3 separate regions of the Sus scrofa genome follow, and regions 2 and 3 are each linked to region 1. A link is a contact called in public Hi-C and HiChIP or PLAC-seq data. All regions are on one chromosome and are shown on one strand. Each heading gives the region's core, a stretch centred on a gene start, on an enhancer-like site or on the middle of the called end of the contact. The rest is flanking DNA. Distances are from core to core; before and after follow the strand shown.

Region 1 (3,098 bases), core at 242-2,741:
CTGAGTCACTTTGTTGGCAGTACATAGTTGCGTTTGAGCTTTTTACCTTTTCTATACATTTTTACCTTTTCTATACCCTTAATGAGTTGATCTCATTTGCATTTATTATTATAACACATCTGTGTGTCCTGATACTAGTATCTTAAATATCTTTTTCACTTTTTTTTTTTTTTTTTTTTTTTTTTTTTTTTTGTCTTTTTGCTATTTCTTTGAGCCGCTCCCGCGGCATATGGAGGTTCCCAGGCTAGGGGTCTCATCGGAGCTATAGCCACTGGCCTACACCAGAGTCACAGCAACGCGGGATCCGAGCCGCATCTGCAACCTACACCACAGCTGACGGCAACGCCGGATCCTTCACCCACTGAGCAAGGGCAGGGACCGAACCCGCAACCTCATGGTTCCTAGTCGGATTCGTTAACCACTGCGCCACGACGGGAACTCCTCTTTTTCACTTTTAATGCTACATTTATATTTCCTGTTTTCTTTTACTATAAGGTCTGAATTTCAGTTGAAATAGTGGTTATCTTTCCCATTTTAAATAAGATACTTAAACGTCTATTTCTCAATTAGCTTCAGAAATCAAGTAGGATCCATTACCTCTTATAATTCCTCCCATTTTCTTTCCATCTATTCCTGCCCACCCAATAAACATAAACTTTTTCTTACTATGTTATTGGATTACTCCTTCCATGTGGGTATATTACTATCAGTATTATTATTACATCTGGTAGCTATTGATCTTTCTTTCATAGACGTCTTTTTTTTTTTTTTTTCTCCTTTTTAGGGCCAAACCTGCAGCATATGGAATTCCCAGGCTAGGGGTCAAATCAGAGCTGCAGCTGCTGACCTAACCTACACCACAACTCACAGCAACGCTGGATCCTTAGCCCATTGAGCCAGGCCAGGAATCGAACCTGCAACCTTATGGATACTAGGCAGGTTTGTTTCCACTGAGCCACATAGAACTCCCATAGATTTCTTTTAAATGCAGTAAATATCTGGAAGAGGCCTCTGTTACCAGACACCAGTATCTTTGGATGAAATAAATGTTCAAATGACTTTCATTCAGGCAGGAGCGGCTCCTAAGCTGCAGCACAGCCAATGGGAAGTGGGGGGGGGGGGGGGCAAAACACAGAAAGGGAAACTGGATGAGGATGGGGAAATATACAGAAGGCAAATTTTACCTACTTCTCTGTTTTGCCTCTAGTGGAGCCTAGAAACTAGGGGAACAAAAATGTAGACTAAATAAACATTCCCAGAGGGCACCACGATGGCTCCCCTGGTGTGAAGGAGACAGAGGTCAGACATACAACCAAGGCTGGCACCGCGGGGTCTGGCGGGGGAAGGAAGGAGGAGGAGAAACGCTGAGCTTCCTCGGGAGCTAACAGCACCGGCTTCGAGAGAACCCTCCCGGCTCCAAACCCCACCCCACGTCACATCCTGTCCACATGCATCTTCTCGGAGAAGGCACACGCAAACAACTGCCTCCAGCTCAGTCCAGGCTCAATTCTTTCTGCGACTGCCCGGGGCTTCTTTATCTCAACCCCTTGTGAGAACACAGGAAACCCTGCTTCCCCAATCCTGAAATATCTGCGTCAGGAAGGAAGGCATATCGTCTTTCCAGGGCCTCTGTTTTGCTTGTGAACCAGTTCGATAGCCCGCTTTGTAAATGCGTGGCAAAAGCAAACCAATTCCCGACCTTCCTTGGAAATGGTATGTTTGCAAGATAATGCCCAAATCCACTTAAACACTGGGTGACAAGTTAGGTCAGAAAACTGGGTGCTAAGAGACCAACTACAGTATTGGAGAGGTCTTTTGTTATTGTTTTGTTTAGTTTGTTGTTGCTGTTTGGTTGGGTTTTTTTTAAGCTTACTAAGAATTGTTCAAGAGAGAAATCATGCATTTTCTTCCCCCGACATTCTTGCTGTACTTAAGGAATCGCTTTAATTCACTTTTCATCGGGTCCCAGTAAAATTTACTTTTTATATTTTAGAGAAAACATACAAACCGTTAGCTGGTTCAGAGATATTTTATGATCAATTTTTATAAATAAATAGCTAAGTCAAGACATCTTAAGAGATTAACATAAATGAATTAGAGCCATCAAGCTCCCTATTAAAAGATTTCGATTAAAAATGTTTGCCAGAGACAAAGGGTGGAACAGACCTCAGGGATTGCTTCATGGGCCCAGAATTCTGTGTTGCTATAAGCAGAAATGGTATTTTTGCTTGACAACGTTTTCTGGGCCGTCCCCCGTGATTTCTAAGCTGGACTCTGGTATTAATCACGCTCATACGAGCCTCAGATGGCCTTTACTTCAGAAGTGATGACAAACCCACCTTTCTGTGAAAAATTATCAGTTGAGGTCCGGAAGCAAAGTTTTTTGTTTTTTAAAAAAGTGCCATGTCTTGAAGTCCCTGCATTCCCAGGCAATTTCTCCCTCTGTCTGTTCCTAAGGACCCACCGCCACAGAGCTGAGGTGTTATTTGTATACCAAACACTGCCATGCAACTGAACAAATAAAAGCAACCAAAAAAGCATAAGCGCTCTTTGCCTCCAGCCTCTAAAAGGATCTATCAGGCCGTGTGTCTGGATTCTTAACCACTATTCCCAGGAACAGTTCCCAGCCGCCTTGCAGCCCTGGACCCCTCCCCAGCTCACGGCCCCCTGCCGCTCCCCACCCAAGTGGCCCTGCCTCGAGTGTCCTCCAGCTCCCGCCCCGCCGAGGATGTCCCCATTGAGCAGCGGGAACAAAAAGAGCCTTTTGCAGGCTCTCCAGGGCGCAGGGGAGCCAGGCCGGCTTTGAGGAGCCTGCCAAGGAGGGCGAAGGCCTCGCTTTGAAAGCGCTTCCCCAGTTTGCGGACTCGTGGGACTTGGCAGGCCCCGGGAGCGGCGCCTCGGGGAAGAATGCCCCTGGCCTGGCCTCCCTGGCGGGCGCCCCCTGCTCTTTTCATCAGGCCCCATGTGACGCCCGTGAGGGAGCCGGTGGCCCACCCTGTGAATGAAGGCTGTTTGTCCGGGGGGGCCCCCCGCCCCAAGCAGCCCCTACTGCAGGACACACGCCTCCCGACTGCTAAATCGCAGCTGAAGAAAGGACG
Region 2 (3,098 bases), core at 367-2,866, 230 kb before region 1:
GTCACGTCGGGGGCAGGGGCATAACAGGGAACCTGTGGGCCCTCTATTCAGTTTGGCTGTGAACCTAAAACTGCTCTGAAAATGAAGTCATGCATAAATAAATAAAAAGTCCAAAGCAGGGCCAGGATGGACGGTAGTCCCTGAGCAAACATGGTGATCTTTCACCTCAATCCACTCCATCCAGTGAGGTGCTAGAAGGATGCAGTGTCAAGGGCCTGCGGATGACTCTGACTCAAACCATCTGCCCTCTTACTCGAAAGAAAAGGTGACTCCAAAATTTGCCCCATCAACACATTTCCAAGCTTCAAAATCTCATGGTTTTGTGTTTTTTTTTTTTTTTTTTTTCGTTTTTTTTGTTTTTGCTTCTTAGAGCCATACTCATGGCATATGGACGTTCCCAGGCTCGGAACAAAGCTGCCGGCCTGCACCACAGCCACAGCAATGTGAGATCCAAGCCCTGTCTGCAACCTACACCTCAGCTCATGGCAATGCCAGATCCTTAACCCACTGAGTGAGGTCAGGGATCAAACCCACGTCCTCATGGATATTACTCCAGTTCATTACCACTGCACCACAATAGGAACTCCCATAATCTCATGCTTTTAACCTTCAAACATCTTGGGAGAGTAGCTGGCTTTTTCATTTTTGCTATAACTCTAGATGTGAACCCCCATATTGGGTTCCTATTGCCGCTGTAACAAATGACCAAAAAACAGCTGCTAAAACACCATCCATCTCTTCATCTTGTAGTTTTGTGGGTCAGAAGTCTGGGATGGGTCTCAGCAGACCAACGTCAAGGTGTGGGCAGGCTGCGTTCTATCCCGGGGGCTCTAGCAGAAAATCCGTATCTTCCCTGTTCAGGTTGTCGGCAGGATTCCTGGCAGTGGTGAGACCAAGAGCTCCATTTGCTTCACAGCTGGAAACCAGAACTGTTTCTGGCTTCCAGAGGCCATCGCTGTCCCTGGCTCATGGCTCCCGTCCTCCACCTTCACACCCAGCAATAGGGGATGAAAGGGTCAGGCCCTCTCTCTCCGGCCACCCTTCCGCCTCCTCTTCCACTTAAAAGGACTCAGGTGACTAGAGTCTGGCTAATCTCCCCTCGTCTGGATAACCTCCCCAGCTCAGGGTCCATACCTTAGGTCACAGCTGCCAAGTCTCTGCCATGTGAGGTACGGTTCCCGGGATTAGGGCTGGTACCTCTTTGGGGAACCATCATTCTGTCTACCACACTTTCCTGACCTCTTAACAGATGGCCCTGCATCCACAGGGCTTTTGGAGCCGCCGCCCCATTGTCATCTGAAACACTTAAATGCTAATTCTCCCTCACCCTTATGCGGCCATTCTGCAGTGTTGGGCATTGATATGACTTGTGTCTTGAACCCCTGGCTTCTACTCGCTCTGATGACTGTCTGCTCTTCTTCTCCTACCCCCGGGCCATCCTGTATGGACTCCTTCATCCACTCCTTGGCTCCCTTCTCTTAGCACTGTACCTCTCAGGACTGAATCCAGCTCTCCTAGACCCTGGGCTGGTTCGTAACCGCCTTCTGAGAAGCCCTGCGTGGATGACCTCTCGGCTCCTTTCACCCAGATCTGACCACTTCCCCTTCCTGCACTAGATACGTCATCATGACGGCCCCCAACTTCCTTCTTCGTGACAGACCCTTCTGCGACTGATCCTCTCCTCCTCCTCCTGCCCTGTCAATCGGCATGCCCTGTCTGTCTCACCTCCTACATGTCTCCTGAACCAGCCCTATCCTCTCTCTTCCTGCTGCCACTGGTAACGTTTAGGCTCCAAAATCGGTCCCTAGACTCTTGGAGCCGCCTCCCACCCTATGCCCTGTCCCACCCACTCGCAGCTATTCTTCACCCTGTCACTAGACACAGATGTGATCTTGTCACCGCTCTGCTGACAAACTTCGGTTGCTGCCTACTGATGACTGGCTTCACATCTTGCAAGTGTGCGCATGCGCAAACACACACACACACACACACACACACACACACACACACACGCACACACGCACGCACGCACGCACGCACGCACGCACGCATACACACACACATACACACACCAACCTGCTAGGCTTATCACTGGCCTTCTCTCACTCGCTATTCATATCTGCAGAGTGCTCTGCAAGCCAGCACCATCAGCATCACCTGGGAGCCCGTTAGAAATCACAACCTCTAGCCCCACTCAAACCTACTAAATCAGCACCTGCATTTTAGTGAGATTCCAACTCAAATTCTATGCACATTCAACTTTGAAGACACATTGCTCTACAGCTGTGCTCTTCAGAGTGCTGACCTTTTGAGTACAGAAACATCTTTCAGAAATTCTCTTTATTTTCATGAGTAATCTCCATCTTAATTTGGATTTTTACCCATATTTTATGAATCACTGGCCATTTTAACTAATCATCCCTAACTTTCATGTCCCTGTGCTTTTGTTTACACTACCTCCTCTGTCTTGAATAATCTTGCTTTTCCAATGACCAAAACTAGCTTTTGTATCCTCCAGCATCACCTGCTCCAAGAAACCTTCCCCATTCCTTTAAAAAGGTCATTGTTCTCACTGCCACCCTCTTATAGACATACTAACTGAATTGTTTATTTGCACATTCATCTTACCCATTAGCTTGTGGGCTCCTCAAGTATGAAACCCATGTTATTTTCATGTCTTCAGGTTATAGCACAGTGACATCTTAGCTAAACAAATTAATATCTAACTTGAAAAAAGTCAGTCATATTTTAAATACTTTTCTATTTTTCAAATCTCCACTCAAAGCCAAAGAGAGTTGTTTTCTAATCTCTCTCCTCAGACTGCATGTTCTGGCTGATTTCTAGTTGGCATCACATCAGCTGGACAGAGAGCTGACGGACAGGGTTTGATCCTTTCTCACCTATAACAAATCCGGAGTATGTCAGATGTGCACCTCATCTTCCAGTTCTTTGTCTCTCTGGTGTGGAGAGGGAAAGACCAATGTCTGGAATCAAATGCTTAGCATCTTTTGCTCTGACTAGACATCAGTCTTAACAAATGCTTCAAGACCATGCTCATGCCCATACCATAACCCCCAGAGCAAAGCCCTCATTTCCAA
Region 3 (3,098 bases), core at 430-2,929, 170 kb before region 1:
ATCACAAGCCCTGCTTCCCTCCTGCTCAGCTGAAGGTGAGCTGAATTTGACCTGGGAAGAGCCCCCGATGGGCCCTCAGCTCTCCGTCTCGCCATCATTTCCCGCTTCCATCAAGATGCACTGAGTGGCACAATATGCCAAGTGCTGCTTGGCAGAAAACGGCACAAAAACCACCTGAGGTCCTTCCTTTTTAGGAGTTTATCCTCTACCCTGAGTCTGCTCAGGAGAATGGGTTCCCCCTGTGACATCGAGGGCCGTGGGGTTTTCTAGAAACACTTCAGGCAGAAAGAGCCTCTTCTGGTTGGTATCTGAACCCCACAGGGGTCTCTCGTTGCCCCGAAATCTGGATGCCATCACAACGGCCATGTCGACGCTCGAGTGCTCCAGCTTCCTCACTTCACAGGATGCCACCTCCACAGGCCCCATCATCACATCAACAGCTCCCTTCGAGCACTGACTGTGTGCCAGGCCAGGGGCTAAGAACTTTGCATCTCAGTCACCTCACAACAAATTATCAGCTGTGTACAGATGAGGAAACCATAGCTCAGGATGATTAAGTAACAAATCCAAGTTCATGAGCCAGTGGAACCAGGATTCAACCCTAACCTGACTCCAAAATCTACCCACCGGTGGGAGAAGCTGAGTCCAGCAGAGCCGGGAAAACCTATGGTGTTTACAGTAATGAGAAAATTGGGAGGGTTTTGTTGTTGTTGTTCCCTCTGTGGCTGGAAACAGAATGGACTCCTTTCTGAGAAAATCCAGTCTGGTCTCTCTGACTTAGAAAAATAGTCAAGTGTTATCTGAGCTGTTCGGGATCCAAGAGGGTAAAATTAGCAAGCGTGAGAGCAGCCTTCTGTTTTAAAGGTCAGCGATGTTCTAGGTGTCGAGAAAGACCCTATTATTGTCAGGACACACACCAGGCTTTCCTTCTTCCCCCGGGGCATCGCAGAATGCTCTCCGGAGTCCTCCTGACACGCCAGCGCAGCCGGGGGACTTCCACACATGGGCACGTCCCCGGGAGAGTTGTTTCGCAGAGGATCTAACAGGAACGACTGCCGAATTCAGTCCCCTCTGTCCCACACAGCCTGATGTCCAAGCCAGGCGATGGCAGGTGTGCCTCGTGCCACCCCTAAGAGAGGCCTTATTATCTGAACCAGAGGCCGCCCCCATCAGCACTGCCGTTTTCCCAGCACCCTTCCACGGAGCCACGCTGCTCAGAGCACGGTTCTCGGGTTTCTCACCTCCTCCAACCAAAGCTGGGAGCGGAGTCTCAGAGTCCTTCACTGGTCTGCTCGGGAAGAGGTTGGAGAGAAAAAGAGCCTCTTTGTCAAAGGCTCGTTTGAAAAGGCATGAACAGATGAGTTAGAATCTGGGACGGTGTCCAGGTGGGGAGGTGTTGCCTGGAATTCCTAATACATTCTTTCTGTTATGAAAATAATATAGGGAACCGGGGTGGCCTGTTGCTTCTCTGCATGGAGTCAATTTGGCTCACGCTGGGCGACCATTTAAAATCTGACCTCAAGCGGTGCCAGTTTCAAAATCTTTTCAGGCTGGGTATGTTTCCATTCCACACAACAAGCCCAGGGCTGTTCCCTCAACTCTTTCTCCCAGCAAAGAGTAACTCAGTAGACACAGCCTCTTGCCAGGAGTGATGCAATCGGCCAAGCTCCTCAGTGTCCTGTTGGCCGGGCCCCACCCGGCTGCCCTGCCCAGGGGCGGCTCGTGGGTCCCGTCTCAGCTCCATCTCCTTACCTACCCCTTTGAGATCTGGGGAAGGTGTTTCCAGGTGACAGGAAGCACATGGCAGTTTCTCCTTCCATCATGGGGAGAGCCCTGCCTGCCTCCCCCACTAAGACATGAGTCACCAACACCCAGGATGACAAAGCCTTCAGCAAAGATGCATGAGGCGTGGGGGAGGGAGGAGCCACAGGCACCCAGATTTGCCTCCCGAGAGCTCTTTTGCAACTTCCCTTGACCTCTGTGTGCTCCCAAAGAAACCTGGGGTCAAATACTCCCAAAGCACCATGATTTCCATGAGGTGTCTGGTCCTCCACGAGGTAATAAGCAAGAGAGAACAACATATTTGTTTCAAATATAAATTTCTCATCTGAGAGCTCTGATCAGCCATCTGTGTTTCCAAAATGACCTATTGAGGCTTTGAGGCATCTGGAGCTGTGAGAATCACCTCGCAAGCTCCCTGGAGACTCCCTGGAGACCAGCGAGACCACCCTATGAAAATCCACCACCCTGGAACCTGCACAGGAACTCAGGAAGCTGGAGGGCGCCGCACCGCTGCCTTCTGCCACCACTTCCAGTCCCTGCCCCGCGCCTTTCCTCTGGTTCATGCTACTCCATCTGAGGCTCAGAGCAGATGAAAAAGCAATTGTAGCACTTAAAAGACCCCCAGAGGAGCAGCCCGCTGTCATGGGCTCAGAGAGGAAGGAAATAAGATGGTGTTTTATTTTTAAGTAGCCCATGAGATTTCATCGATTGCATTAAAATTTTAATCACAAACTCCTTAAGTTAGGAAGAGAAGAAGAGGGGAAAAAACCCACAAAGGACTCATTGTATAAGAGAGTTTCACCATTTGGAGTTCTTTTATAAAAATTTGTGTCAGATCACAATTTGCTGTCTGGGAAATGTAAATTAGTTATTAATGAGCCAAAATTCTAACATCAAAGCCTGTGCATCCACATGCCAGGGAGAAACAAAGAGCTTTCACAGAGCGCCATCGACAGCTCCAAGCACCGGCCTGAATGCAGCATTCACCCTGACACGCTCTGCCGCCTCGTGAAGGAGATTGCTTTTCGCCCTTGGAGTCGCCCGGGGCGCCTGGAGCATACGCATCACCTCCACCTGGGCACTGCGTGACCATCAGCATCTCAGGCATCAGGCGGCATGCGGAGGGTCGCTGAGAGCAGGGCAGGCACCCCCTTCTTCCCAGCGGACCATTTTCAAAGCACAGTCATAAAGGTTCTCAATAGGACCTTTCCCAGGTGGAACGGGGACGTGGACCTGGTTTTGAAGTATTCACACAGAGTTTGCTGCATCCTCTGTCCTTCCTCTTTCGATGGAGGTCAAGAGTCTAGATGCAAAAG

The links. A called contact is a pair of places that touch in the nucleus more often than the background predicts. HiChIP or PLAC-seq counts read pairs in DNA pulled down with a chosen protein or histone mark.
Region 2: an H3K27ac HiChIP or PLAC-seq map of alveolar macrophages shows a contact between it and region 1. The contact joins two enhancer-like sites. A contact is called at or near these places in 1 of 47 Hi-C or Micro-C datasets (liver) and 1 of 2 datasets of contacts at active chromatin or transcription factors (alveolar macrophages).
Region 3: a Hi-C map of brain shows a contact between it and region 1, with 5 times the contacts expected there. The contact joins two enhancer-like sites. A contact is called at or near these places in 1 of 47 Hi-C or Micro-C datasets (brain) and 2 of 2 datasets of contacts at active chromatin or transcription factors (alveolar macrophages and skeletal muscle).

The regions. Positions count from the first base shown.
Region 1 is chr11:15,249,735-15,252,832 of Sscrofa11.1, forward strand. No RefSeq gene overlaps it. Among named protein-coding and RNA genes, the nearest start is that of FOXO1, 160 kb to the right of the region's middle. Within about 2 kb of position 1,492, at least 29 of the 83 cell types and tissues checked have an H3K27ac peak or open chromatin away from gene starts, as enhancers often do. A contact at or near this core is called in alveolar macrophages, brain, liver and 1 more, where this site is marked.
Region 2 is chr11:15,019,200-15,022,297 of Sscrofa11.1, forward strand. No RefSeq gene overlaps it. Among named protein-coding and RNA genes, the nearest start is that of FOXO1, 390 kb to the right of the region's middle. Within about 2 kb of position 1,617, at least 24 of the 83 cell types and tissues checked have an H3K27ac peak or open chromatin away from gene starts, as enhancers often do. A contact at or near this core is called in alveolar macrophages and liver, where this site is marked.
Region 3 is chr11:15,083,397-15,086,494 of Sscrofa11.1, forward strand. No RefSeq gene overlaps it. Among named protein-coding and RNA genes, the nearest start is that of FOXO1, 330 kb to the right of the region's middle. Within about 2 kb of position 1,680, at least 27 of the 83 cell types and tissues checked have an H3K27ac peak or open chromatin away from gene starts, as enhancers often do. A contact at or near this core is called in alveolar macrophages, brain and skeletal muscle, where this site is marked.